3 separate regions of the Mus musculus genome follow, and regions 1 and 3 are each linked to region 2. A link is a contact called in public Hi-C and HiChIP or PLAC-seq data. All regions are on one chromosome and are shown on one strand. The core of a region is the stretch at or near the end of the contact, and the rest is flanking DNA. Distances in the headings are between cores, read along the strand shown. Region 1 overlaps Ncf2 (neutrophil cytosolic factor 2). Region 2 overlaps Edem3 (ER degradation enhancer, mannosidase alpha-like 3). Region 3 overlaps Colgalt2 (collagen beta(1-O)galactosyltransferase 2).

Region 1 (4,237 bases), core at 35-2,534, 990 kb before region 2:
TAAGCAATCAAGAGGCCTGCTGGTCATGTTGAACACCTCTGATCCCAGCACTTGGGAAGCAGAGGCAGGCGGATCTCTGTGAGTTCAAAACCAGCCTGATCTGTAGACTGTGTTTTAGGATAACCAGGTCTCCACAGAGAAAAATCAAAATAAAATAAAGAGAATCGAGCATGTTCAACTCCGGGCCAGAGAAAAAGTATTTTAAAAAGATGCTGATCGGGAGGCAGAGGCAGGCGGATTTCTGAGTTTGAGGCCAGCCTGGTCTACAAAGTGAGTTCCAGGACAGCCAGGGCTATACAGAGAAACCCTGTCCCAAACAAAACAAAAAACAAAAAAAGATGCTGAAATGCCCTATCCCATACCCTTGGTGAACTTCATGACTTAATTACAGTGTGAGTTTCCTCAACTAGCCTCAGAATTCTTAAAGAAGAACCCTGCCTTGTTGATCAGACTTGTTCTTTGAGCAGGCCAAACTGATAGGATGTTGCGTAAGTTCCTGGAAGCCATAATAGGCATTTTACAACTGGATACAAGGGTTTATGGTGCAGAGAAACTTTATCCAGGAGGCGAGGTAAAAGAAAACACAAATGAAGAAGTCTTCACAAAGGGTTAAAAGATGATCTTGGGTAATAAGGAGATCTCATAAAGAGCAGAGCCCCACCCATGGGTGGCTCTGAAAACCTGCCCTGGGAGCTTTTAAAACTGCCTGCCAGGCCAGGGGCAATTAGTTGGGGCCTCTGAGGTTGTTCTGGAAGGCTTTTGTTCCTTTCCGGCTCTGGGGGATGAGGTTTCCAGAGGCGGAAAGGCTATAATTACAGGGGCCCCTCAACTCACCTGCTCGGCTGCCTGCAAGTTTTCCAGGATAGTGTTCACGCAGCCTATGTTGAAGCAAATCCTCGAGTGGGGGTCCTGCACCTCGCTGAAGGCCTCCAGGGCACCCTTCCAGTCCTTCTTGTCGGCTGCGAGCACCCCTTCATTCCAGAGTCTGATGGCCTCAGCCAGGGACATGGTTAGGTGCTTACCAGAAGGCAGGATGGTAGTTCAAGGTGTCTCTCTCAGAGCTGCCGGGTAGGCGCTCCAGGCTTCAAGGTCCCAGCCTAGCGCGCAGAATGGGGTCTAGCCTCCCTTTGGGCGACTTCGTAGCGTCAGGAAGTTTCCCCATCGTTCAGGAACTGACGCATAAACTAGCATGAGAGAGAAAAGGAAGGAGAGAAGAGGGCTGGAGGAGGCTGGCTGGGAAAGAGGAAGTACATCAGAGCAGCCTGCCGTGGGCTGGTCAGTTCCTCTAAGAGCTTCTTCTATGTCCTGGGCACCTCCTACATGTCTGCTTCCCACACCCTCTGTGGGAGCCTCAGGTCAGGGGGACCTCAGCAGGTCTGGGCCTGGTCCTGTACTTGACTCTTTTTCACCCTTGGAAGACTTGCTAGCTCTGGTCCTCTCAGGCTCTGGGTCTAGGGATGTAACCCAGGCTTGTCTGAACTCCCAGTACTCCGGCCTCAGACTTTGAATTTCTGGAGTGATAGATGTGCAGCCACTACACTGACTGTTTTGTTTTTAAATCTGTGGGTGGGGAGGAAGCATGCTACATATTTCTGAGACAGGATGGAGAATCTTCAGTGTCCATTCAGGTCTGAGCTTACTTCAAGGGAATTCATGAGGGTCCAGTTTCTTGTAGATATCCAAATTGGGCGGCAGACATGACAGCAATTACCATCGCTCTGTCTGTCTGTGAGAAGCTGAAGACATGACTCCTCGTGTTGATGACTAATGAGTTCACTAGTCTCTGTAAACACAGATTTAGGATTTCTTTACTTACTGCCCTGGTAATGTCAAAGTTAATTTAAAAAACAAACAACAGACAGACAGATAATAACAACAACAAAACTTTTCTGAGGAAAAGCAAGGTTGTGTGTCTAAATGATGAAATCTGCTGAAGTCTGGACTTCTTGGTAGGCAAAATATAGTTGATGAGGGCCAAATACATGAGTATTTCTATGTCTGGTTTTGAGGCACCTGGAAGAACTCAACACAGAGTTTGTAAGGTAGGAGGACTGAGAAGAAGAAAGAGGAGGAGGAGCAGGAAGAAGAAGAGGAGGAGGAGGAGGAGGAGGAAGGTGCTATTGCATAGCCTCTACCCTGACTTTGGCAGGCCTTCCTATCTCACTTCTTTGCCTGGTAATCTCCTCACCCTTCCAGGCTCATTCATCCAGTCTCCTATGTCCCTACTGTGCGACAGTCCACTCCGCACTCTACATTACGGAGAGAGTATTGTCCCTTTGTCTCACCTCCTCCGAAATAATGACCGAATTTCCTCTCAACCTGCTTACTTCTTAGGTCCCTTGAAATTTGGGACAGTGTCTTTAAGTCTCAGATCCTTGACACTGATTCTTAAGAAATGATTGAAGGAGTTAGAGTCTAGCCTGATGGCGGAGGCCTGCCACCCTGGCTATTTTAAGATGCTAAGACCAAAAGATCCCAAATTCAAGACCTGCCTTGGGCAATCTAGTAAGATTCTGTCTTAATATAAAAAATTGAGTAGTTCAGAGCTAGAGGTCTTATCCAGCATGCATGCTGAGAAATGACCCACAGGTAATAGCCACATCTGTGACTTTGACCAATGAATGAACAGAACTTGACCAGTACAGTGATTACTCTCAGGGAAATCAAGTAGACTTGTAGCCAAACAAGGCTTTTTATAAGCAATGTTGTGATCTTCCTCCTCTTCCTCCTCCTCCTTAGCAGCAGCGGCAGCGGCAGCAGCAGCATCCTAGCCTGACATTTAAACTTCCAAGTGATTTCCTTGGCTTCTCAGTTTCTACATCTGTGCAGGCTTCTACTGGCTGGCTCCTGCTGCCAGCTACACTCTCAGATCTGTGCATGAGACTTACCCAACCTAGCCTTCAGAGCTAGCTCATCTAGCTTCTCCCAGTTGGCCTGAAGGGCTCACGTGCTGCAGCCCATGACCTCGTCTTCTTTCCCAAGTCCAGCAGTCACCTCCCGTAAGACAGTCATTCTCCACCCATGCAGTTACATATGCTCTTGTGTCTTTACCCCAGGACAGACCTCAAACCTCCAGGCAGATGTTGAGGGTGGGGACAACCTACTCTCTGTCCTTAGGGTATCAGCAATCAAGTTGGAGTCAGTTCTGTCCACTTTCTCTAGTCCCTGTCACCATATAGGCTGAAATACCATCAGTTAACATAGTCTTCTGGCCATCCCTGGCTAATTCTCTTCTCTCTGCAGTTTTTGGACTGTTTCTAAAGCCCACCCCAAATGGGTCATACCGCATTTGTGAAGCTCTTTCCAGACTCCTTGTGGGACTGGCAGGTATTGTGGTAAATATTAATTACGGGTCTCTACCCCACCTTGGATCATTTAGTTCCCAGATAAAAGACACAAACCCTATATTTATAATAAGCTTTAAAGCACTAGAAATGGACAGAAATCTACCCTCTTAGCTATTTTGCCTGTTTCCCTATCAATAACCCTGAGATATACTCTGCCACGTTCCTCCTGCACTGCTCTCACTCCGATTGGCCAGCCTTCATGGCCGTGGTTTCATAATTCACCTACTCTATGGTGTCTTCTCCTCTCTCCACCTTCTCTCCTGATCCTGTCTCAGACCCCAAGCCTGGGAACTGAAACTCTACCTACCTCTCTTCTGTCCAGCTATAAGCTGTAGGAATCTTTATTAACCAATTGGGAATGACTTGGGGAGGGGAGGCAAGGTTACATAGCAACACTTGGTGTATGTGAGGATCTTCTGGTCCCTAGGCAACCAGGGCTAGTAGTGAGCATTATAATACATAGTAACAGACCAATCCTGAATAGGCAGGTCCACCCTGTGTCCTGCACTCACCAAGATCTCTATCCCTCCTTGTGTCCCAGCTGCAAGGGCCACTCCCTCTGCTCCAGTCCTCAACCCAGCCCTGCTGCTCTTACTTATCTTTCACTTCCCCAACTGGCCGCCATGACCCACACAGCACACAGTTCCCTCCGACAGCCTGTGGGTCAGCTCGTAATGATGTTCTCAGAGCAGGGACAGTGTGTTTAATCAATACTCCCCACTGCTAGCCGACGACCTTTCTGCCACTCTTCCTTTCCAAGCGTCCTTATGACAGAACCCAAGTTCTGTTCAAGTTCTTGTCTCCAGAGTCAGCGTGAGGGTTCAGTCATATCACATCTCCCACAATGCCCCAGAGAGGGTTTGTCAAAGGCCAGCTCCGACAGTCTGTCC
Region 2 (3,953 bases), core at 1,241-3,740:
AACGACAGTAGTGTTACAGCACCTGTTAGTACAGACAGCTTTTTCATAAATTACATCATAAGAAAATATACGGCTGTAAATTGGGCTTTTAAAAATGTCTTTTATAAAATCTGAACATACAATGTTTCATTCACAGAATGTTTTTTTTCTATGTTCTGACTGTAGCCTTGTGCATAAACAACCAGTTGGAGTATTGACTGAATGCTACCCTCCCTCCCCCTAAAGTTGTAAGCACTATTTGAATTACTTAGGCTGAGCTTTCTTATGATGGATCTGGCATGGAGTCTGGTGAGAGAACAAACGCTGGCTTTGTATAAGAAAAGTTAATATGATGGTAATTTAGATCTAAAAGAATTCCCGAGAAAATAATTACATTAGTGAAATTGAAGTCAGAGAGTGCATAATTTTTCACTTAAAAGTATCTAATACTGTAAAGAAAAAGGAAAAGGAAAATTACAAAATAATTTGTTCTAAAACAATTATACTTTTTTTGGAAGCTTATTACATAGGTTAAAGAGAAAAAAGAAAACCTACTTAACAAAATACCCCACCCAAAACATATCTAGTAAATTACTGTTCTTTCACATTTAAATTTTATGGGGAAAATATTGCAAATTAGGGCATATAATTTCAATGGAGTTTTTATGTGAAGAAAAAAAATACCTAATTTTACTTGGTAAACAAGTTTTAAAACTTGAAAAATACCTGAATTAAATACTTGCTCTTAACAGCTAACCTTTAGCTTTCAGGTAATATCCGCACTTGATTCCAGGTTTGTAAACATTATATAAATCTTTCTTAGTCAAACAATTTTATGGCTGTGGTGATCATTTCAGCTCTATTTCTAAGCAGTCAACATTTAACTGAGGTAGACCAGATGTTTCTAAACTCAGGGTCTCAGAAGTCCCTGAATCTTCAGCAAGTAAATAAAATATCTATGAAAGGTTTTTAACAAACATCAACAACAATGAAAAAAAAATTTTTTAAAAATCTATGCTGTTGGAATTTCCTAGTGAACTCAAAAGACTACTTTGTGGCAGGCAGTATGTCAAATACAAAAATGGATGGAGACTCAGTTAGAATGTTGTGTTCTGACGCTGAACGTATTCCTCTTTTCTTAAGTAGGGGGAACTGAGTATTATTCCTTCTAGTTAGTAAGTAAAATGTCTTAAATTTATTTCTTTAAAGGATTTGGTTTTCCTAAACAAATCAATAGGTGCCTTAATGAAGGGCAACAGCTCCTCCTAGTGGCCAAAGGAATGTAAGTGGCAGTCGCTGGCTTTTCCTAATGTGCCATGGGCTCCCCTTCATGCCCTTAAGTTCTCAAAGGAAAAAAATATGCGGCTTTGATAACTTAGCAGAGTTTGATTTAGTCAACAATGGCTTTGAGCTACAAATACAAAATCAATCCATAGAAGGCTTCTGTAATCAAAGTCGCCAAGGAACATCTGTTCCCTTCCTCCAAGCCCCAGTCCTAGAAATCAAGTCAAGTAATTAAGCGTCAGCTATTTTGGCAGCTTTGCAATGAAATAAAACGAAGCACATCTCCCCTTCTGTATACTCTATGTATTACGGTTCTATCTTCTCACACCAAACTTCCCATGCAGAGAGACTAAAATACCCATGTTTGCTGTCAGGTTTAACTACGAGTTAATGAAGGCCTTGCCATGCTACCCCGGCCCCAAGGAATTCTCTAAGATTCATCACTCACTGACCAATCATTTATTTGGACCTTTTGAAAACAGGTATTTATTCCCTTATAAAAGGGCACGCTTACCTGGGACCTAAGACATGAACTTACACAACTACAGCACAGCACTGCTGTCATTCATGGCTCCATAGATAACCTAAGTCATTCAGTACCTCAAAACCACGTTGTAGAGAAAAGTTACTGTGTAATGCCATGGTAAAAAGGAATGAAGTCCCTCAAATATTCCTTTAGAAGCAATTAAAACAAGTTCAAAAATAAATAAAATGAATAAAACCATGATTTCAATGTAGAAGTATCAATAAGCAAAACCAAAAATAATTAAATGTGACCAGCTCCAGACTGCCACACACACCCCCAAAAAATCTTTTTCTTTTACTTATATGGCTATATAGTTTTTACACAGGTCACCAGAGACTAATTTTCAAGTCCACATTAGAAGGAAGGAGTATTTGTTAAAACAAAACAAAACAAACCTAAACCCATGATTTAACAGAAAATGTGACAGACTCCAGCTTCAAAGGAGAAAGACAGTAGTCACCCCGGGACTACAGTCTACTACCATGGTTTCTCATGGCTCTATAAGATAGGGAGATGGAGCAGGGCTTGGAGACGAGCCTTCCATCTCAAACTGCATACTAAAATGGATGGAGTAAGGCTGATGGTTAGAGGAACCACCTTAAGAGAAATGAACTAGAAAAGACTTCCAATCTACCCCACCAGGACCTAATGCTGAGTTCCATCTAGAGTAGTCATAGCTTCCCCCAACGGGAAGTTGATATTGCAACATTACAGTTTCTCCTTCTCTATTTACCCCGAGCAGTAAGCAACAAATTTCCACACTATCTACCGGACCCTCTCCATGGCCCCGTAGTAGGTCTTTACGGAGACCTATGGGAAAAGTACACTGGGCTCAGCTTTGGTTAAATGCTAAGGTCATTGTTGGGAGAGGAAAAGAAATCAAGTCGTCCTGGCCATTTGTCACTGATTGAAGCATGTAACAGCGATGCGCAGAAACTGTCATTGCCGTAAATGCATCTGCTTCAGAACCCGTAGGTCACTTAGAGAGTTCCTGTGAAGGCAGCAAAGCCGAGATGCCACAATACTCGCTCAAATCTTCCCCAAGCCCAAGGCAGTGAAGCTTTCTTCAATCAGAAAGCGACACTGACTCTGTTCCCAGGTTCCATTAGCTGAATTTGCTTCTTGTCTACCCAGGAGTGGGCAGTCATCTTTCCCTGGCCAGGGATACCGCCATCTGAGGGCTTGTGAGTCTCCACTTTGGATGGGGCAGTTTCAGTGGTCAGCTCTAACACAGCGTGCTCCAGGTTCCTATGGTGGCTACTTACCCCAGTCAGAACGCGCTTGAGCAATGCTCAGAGCCTCCCAGGAGAGCCTGCTTGGTACAGGGTGGGTGTCACAAACCACAGTTTACCTCTTCCTTTTAAATATCTACCACCAGAGTCTTTCCAGAGAGTCATAGTTCATCCTTCTCCATCATTTCAAATGCTTCTATGTCTTCATTCCAGTCTGCTAATATGGAGTCTATAGGCTGGGCCTTTGTACCCCAGCTGACATTAGGACTGGAATCTTCCTCAGTTTCTGATTGTTCTTGAACTTGGTTATCTAAGTCTGTACATTCACCATCAAGGCTTGTAGTCTCGTGGTTTTCGGTGGACCCAGATATCTGTTCAGAGGGGGCAAAGCCAGCAGCCTCTTCACTGTCCGATGGAGACGCCTCTGAGTGAGAATCTGCAGGGTGTTCAGGGCTCTCCTTATCAGCCAAGTCGACTGTCTGAGAAAGCGAGAGCATCTGCTCTGCGCTCTGATTCTGAGAATCATTTTCAGAAGATGGCTGGTCTTCATTTTCCATTTCGGGATCTGCACAGGAAAGAAGCAAACACATCACTCTCCCTCTTAAAAACTGCACCACATTTACAAAGTCACCTGGTTTCTGCAGTAAAATAAATAAAGCAGCCAATCAATGACAGCTGTGAGTGTGCTGGCAGTGAAAACCAGTGTCCCTCCCAATGGAAAGGAGTAATAATAACTAACAGCATAGCCCTGACTTGGATGAGGATTAATAAGTAACAAAAGCACCAAACAAACATGTTAAAATGCATATAAAATTTCACCATCATGACTAGAGACGACTCAGTAGCTAAGAGTGCTTGTTGGACAATGCCATGTAACAAGCTGGTGTCTCACAGATACCTGTAACTCCAATTCCAAAGGATCCTATGGCCTC
Region 3 (4,175 bases), core at 512-3,011, 610 kb before region 2:
CGTCCAGTATTGCTGTGTAGAAGAGCAACTGATTTGTGCGCCTTGAGTTTGAATTCCCATGCTTTGATGAAACTTGTCAGTTTTATCTCTCTAAGATAGAGGCCCAGGCAAATTCTCTGAGAACTAACAGCTGGGACTCCATGAGCAAAGCGATTTCTGTGCGAGTGTGATGTCATGAAGTCAGAAGCCCAGAGCCTATGGGAAGATGGGCTTGTTGTTGATGTCATGAAGTCAGAAGCCCAGAGCCTATGGGAAGATGGGCTTGTTGTTGATGTCATGAAGTCAGAAGCCCAGAGCCTATGGGAAGATGGGCTTGTTGTTGATGTCATGAAGTCAGAAACCCAGAGCCTATGGGAAGCTGGGTTTGTTGATGGCAACTCTTCACATTGCTTCTGCTTCACACTCTGCCCTCTTTAAAAATCCCCCTCACTTCTTCCAGACAGGCAGCTGTAACCCCAGTGCTCCTAAGGTAAGAGGGAGGATTGTGTCCTCAGAAGGTCGTGGGCCAGCTAGCACAGTGTACGAAGAGGCAAACAAGAGACCCTGTCTCAGATGTGGTGGAAGACGAGAACTGACAACCGAGGTTGCCCTCCAACCTTAATACTGTGTGTGGTTAATATATACCACTGAAAGAAAAACAAGACAAAATTTCATAAAATTAAAATGTAGATAGTGGATCAAAGTATTCTAAACTTCCTGATAGAATTAAACTGAAGATAGGTGAGACAATATTCTTGTTTCCAGGAGAAAACACACAAAAGCACGTTGAGATGAAGGAGTGTGAGGCATGAGGAACACATCAAGTCGTTAAAAAGAATTCATATGAATGTGCACAGAATAGCGACGCCTTGGAATAGAACACTGGTATGGTCTATTGTGCTCTATGTGAGTTTTTTGTATTTCTCTTGCAGTATTTTGTAATGCTTGAATTATTTCAAAATGAAAAGTGTTTTATCTTTGTGAACTTATTATAATGCTCGGAAAATCCTTTTTTTAAAATTTTATTTGTGGTGTATGTGTGTGTGTATGTGTGTGTGTGTGTTATCTGCATATACATATACACACAGCACATGCACTTCTGGTGTCCATGCAGGACAGAAGAAGGCATCAGATCTCCTGAAACTGGGGATGTGGACAGCTGCAAACCACAATGTAGGAAAGCAAACCTGGGTCCCGTGCAAGAACAAACGCTCCCAACTGCAGAGCCGCCTTTTGTTGTATTTATAAGATTAAAGTCAAAGGGAACGCCATGTGTAAGCTGTGAAGTTAAATCTAGTAGGTGAGACGGACAGCTCTGTGGACCTGCCAACCTCAGGGTTAGGAATCATGACACATGAATCGCTAAATCTTCAGAAGTGAGCCCAATGGAGATCAGAGCCGGCTGTCAGCAGGAAGCGTGATTGTCAAATGAGGAACTAAGAGGAACCAAGGTTCCTTGTTTCAGCATTCCTGAGCAGCGTTTTAATGAGTGATTGACATTCTTATAATCAACCTAATTCCCTCTAATCCCCTTTAAGACAGAAAAGGTGTAAATAAACGGACAGATGTCTGAGTCTTATAACCTGGCTTGCTAATGGCAACTCTTCCAATTATTTCCGTTTCTCACTCCGCCCTCTTTGTAAATACCCCTCCCTCCCTCCAGACAGTAATAGCCTTTTTCAGATATAAACTATAAATTACATTTGGCTACATAAGGCCATTTTCATGCAAGTACATAATGCGCCTTGAGCATGGCCACTCCCATCCCCCTAATGCCCTCCCCTTTCCTTCCCCTCCTCCTTCCCATTGGTCCCTTTGTTCCTCTAGACAGTTTTCCTTCTGCTTTTAATTGTCTGAGAATATATGGATTTATTTATCGGTTATAAGCCGGTAATCTTGAAGATTAATTTCAGGATTAGCTACATTAGACAATACCACTCCCCCGTCCCCATCCCCCATCCCCCAATATTCAAATTACTCAAAACCCAGAACACTAGTGATAAGGAAAGAAACTAATAGATACTGACAGAGTATGCTGCAGTGGTATCTGTGCTGATTATGGTATTTTAAAATGTGACTTATTAGGCATAGTTGTATTTATTCTCCTCTTGTTTGTGTTCTATGAGCAACATGGAGCTGAAGGTTTGCCCAGAGAGCAAGTTGAACAACCCTGACATGCTGACACTGGAGAGTGGATACAGTTCTCACACATATAACCCATGGTCCTGTAGGTACCATAGCACTGCCAGATGCCGTCACACCAATGGGCAAGCACTGAATACAGAGAGAGCTCCAAAAAACCCTGGCTCCAGGATCCAGATTTTGTCCCTAAGCATCTACAGTCACCAGCCAGTGACTCAGATTGGTGGCACTCGTGAGAGACCGCATTCTCTAACTGAAAGCAGGGTCACTACTCTGACAAGTAGAACCTTAAGCTTAGTGATGTCAACACTTCAAATTCATAAAGAGAACACAAAAGTCTAGTTTCTTTCTGTTTGTTTGTAGAAAAAATAGCCTTTGATATTCTGTGGTGCTTTGAATGAGAATCCCCGCCCCAGCTCATATATTGAATGTCTGGTCATAGTTGGTGAACTGTTTAGGAAGGATTGGGACGTGTAGACTTGTTGGAGGAAGTGTTTCTTTTACAGGGTGAATTTTGGAGTTTCAAAATCCTACTCCAGACTCAGTCTCTCTCTTCACCTCCATCTTGTAGATAAGATGTGAGCTCTCAGCTGCTGTTCCGGTGCCATGGCTGCCTGTCTGCTGCCGTGCTGACCACAGACTAACCCTCTGACATTATAAGCAAGCCTCTAATTAAATATTTTCTTTTATGAGTTGCTTTGGTCATGGTGTCTCTTCACAGCAATAGAACCTGGACCAAAACAGTGCTCCTCTAGCTTCTTCAGCAGGTTGTCACCATAGGTCCCATGTTTAGGATCTCCCTAAGAGTGCTCAGCCCTCTGACTCTCCTCACTGAGATCGACAGCCATGGACAGTTCTGTCGTGTGAGCATTGGATGTTCCAAACCACTCTAAGACCTAAAAAAAAACCCTATGGTATCTCTAGAGCAACCAAACTCTAGAGATACGATGACCTACAGGCAAAGGGGTGTCTCCAGAAACAGGGGCTCGATGCTTCCCATCTCTCCTATTAGCCTCCCTGTCCTCTTCTTAAAGGATGAGGTGCATGGCTCTAGGGACAGTTGGCTACTTGAAAAGACAGACAAGAAAATCACAGAACTGCCAAGAACCTCAGCCCAGAGTTTCCCATATCCTACCAGAGAGGACATCAGGGTTCTTCAGGAACTCATGAGCCTTTGTTCTGCAGGTTCTCTCGCCTCTCACACAGCACTAACACGTATCTCTTGTCTAGATTTCCGGGAGCAGGAACAAATGATCACCAGTTTTCAGGAGATACATGACAGTCACTTGCTAAAAGTTGGCAGTGCCCTACAACCGGAGAAAGCAGATACAGCAGTCCAGCAGCACCAGGCTGTGGCTCAGGGACAGCAAGTTGGGAGGTGGCCATTTCCTCATATATAATTACCAGAGACAGCAACATACTAAAGAAGCCACTGGAAGACAAGATCTAGCTATTTCAACTTTTTTTTTTCAAGAAAGTATTCAAAGCCATATAGGAGGAATAAAACCTATACCACCCCCCACTCTGCCCCCCAGATAGAGTCTAACACACGAGCTGTACAAGTGTACCCAGAGTCCATACTGAGCATATTGGATGAAAACCGGAAACTGAGCTTTTGTTTTGGTCCCTGTTCTCCAACACAGCTCTCTGGTGACTTAACAAGGAAGAAGACATACCCAGCAGGGATGGGGAGGGGGGCAACCACTAAGCTACTGAAAATCCAACCTGAGACTCACAATCTCTCTTTCCAACTGATTCTCATGTTAAATCCAACCTCCTGTCACCTGCAAAGCTGTTTGCTGAAAGTCTTTCCCAAAGAAAAGGAGAAAAGGGTGTGTGTGTGTGTGTGTGTGTGTGTGTGTGTGTGTATGTGTGTGTGTGTGTGTTTAGGGGGGGTAGATCTGGAAAGACTAGGTAGTGAATGTGATCGGGTGCATTATATAAAACTTCTAAATCATCAGTAATAATATGTTGGGGAAAAAAGCCTTTGGCACTCTCCTGCTGCTGGTCGCTATGATAAGAAACGTCCAGTTCTAATTCTTCCTCAGGGTGCC

Evidence for each region. Hi-C and Micro-C count contacts between places; a contact is called where the count stands out from the background. HiChIP or PLAC-seq counts read pairs in DNA pulled down with a chosen protein or histone mark.
Region 1: an H3K4me3 HiChIP or PLAC-seq map of bone marrow-derived macrophages shows a contact between it and region 2, with 6 times the contacts expected there. The contact joins two enhancer-like sites. A contact is called at or near these places in 3 of 39 promoter capture datasets (hippocampal neurons, liver and pre-B cells) and 1 of 115 datasets of contacts at active chromatin or transcription factors (bone marrow-derived macrophages).
Region 3: a contact with region 2 is called in a Hi-C map of bone marrow-derived macrophages, with 12 read pairs. The contact joins two enhancer-like sites. A contact is called at or near these places in 1 of 484 Hi-C or Micro-C datasets (bone marrow-derived macrophages), 4 of 115 datasets of contacts at active chromatin or transcription factors (bone marrow-derived macrophages, embryonic basal ganglia, embryonic stem cells and 1 more) and 1 of 9 other capture datasets (embryonic stem cells).

What each region holds. Positions count from the first base shown.
Region 1 is chr1:152,804,803-152,809,039 of GRCm38.p6, reverse strand. Ncf2 (neutrophil cytosolic factor 2) reads right to left here. Exons shown (of 16, transcript NM_010877.5): 2 at 835-1,783. The coding sequence starts at 1,008. Among named protein-coding and RNA genes, the nearest start is that of Ncf2, 6.8 kb to the right of the region's middle. Within about 2 kb of position 1,284, at least 127 of the 459 cell types and tissues checked have an H3K27ac peak or open chromatin away from gene starts, as enhancers often do. A contact at or near this core is called in bone marrow-derived macrophages, where this site is marked.
Region 2 is chr1:151,817,943-151,821,895 of GRCm38.p6, reverse strand. Edem3 (ER degradation enhancer, mannosidase alpha-like 3) reads right to left here. Exons shown (of 20, transcript NM_001039644.2): 20 at 1-3,586. The coding sequence ends at 3,183. Among named protein-coding and RNA genes, the nearest start is that of Edem3, 65 kb to the right of the region's middle. Within about 2 kb of position 2,490, at least 21 of the 459 cell types and tissues checked have an H3K27ac peak or open chromatin away from gene starts, as enhancers often do. A contact at or near this core is called in bone marrow-derived macrophages, where this site is marked.
Region 3 is chr1:152,425,672-152,429,846 of GRCm38.p6, reverse strand. The region is part of intron 1 of Colgalt2 (collagen beta(1-O)galactosyltransferase 2); the gene reads right to left. Among named protein-coding and RNA genes, the nearest start is that of Colgalt2, 28 kb to the right of the region's middle. Within about 2 kb of position 1,761, at least 13 of the 459 cell types and tissues checked have an H3K27ac peak or open chromatin away from gene starts, as enhancers often do. A contact at or near this core is called in bone marrow-derived macrophages, where this site is marked.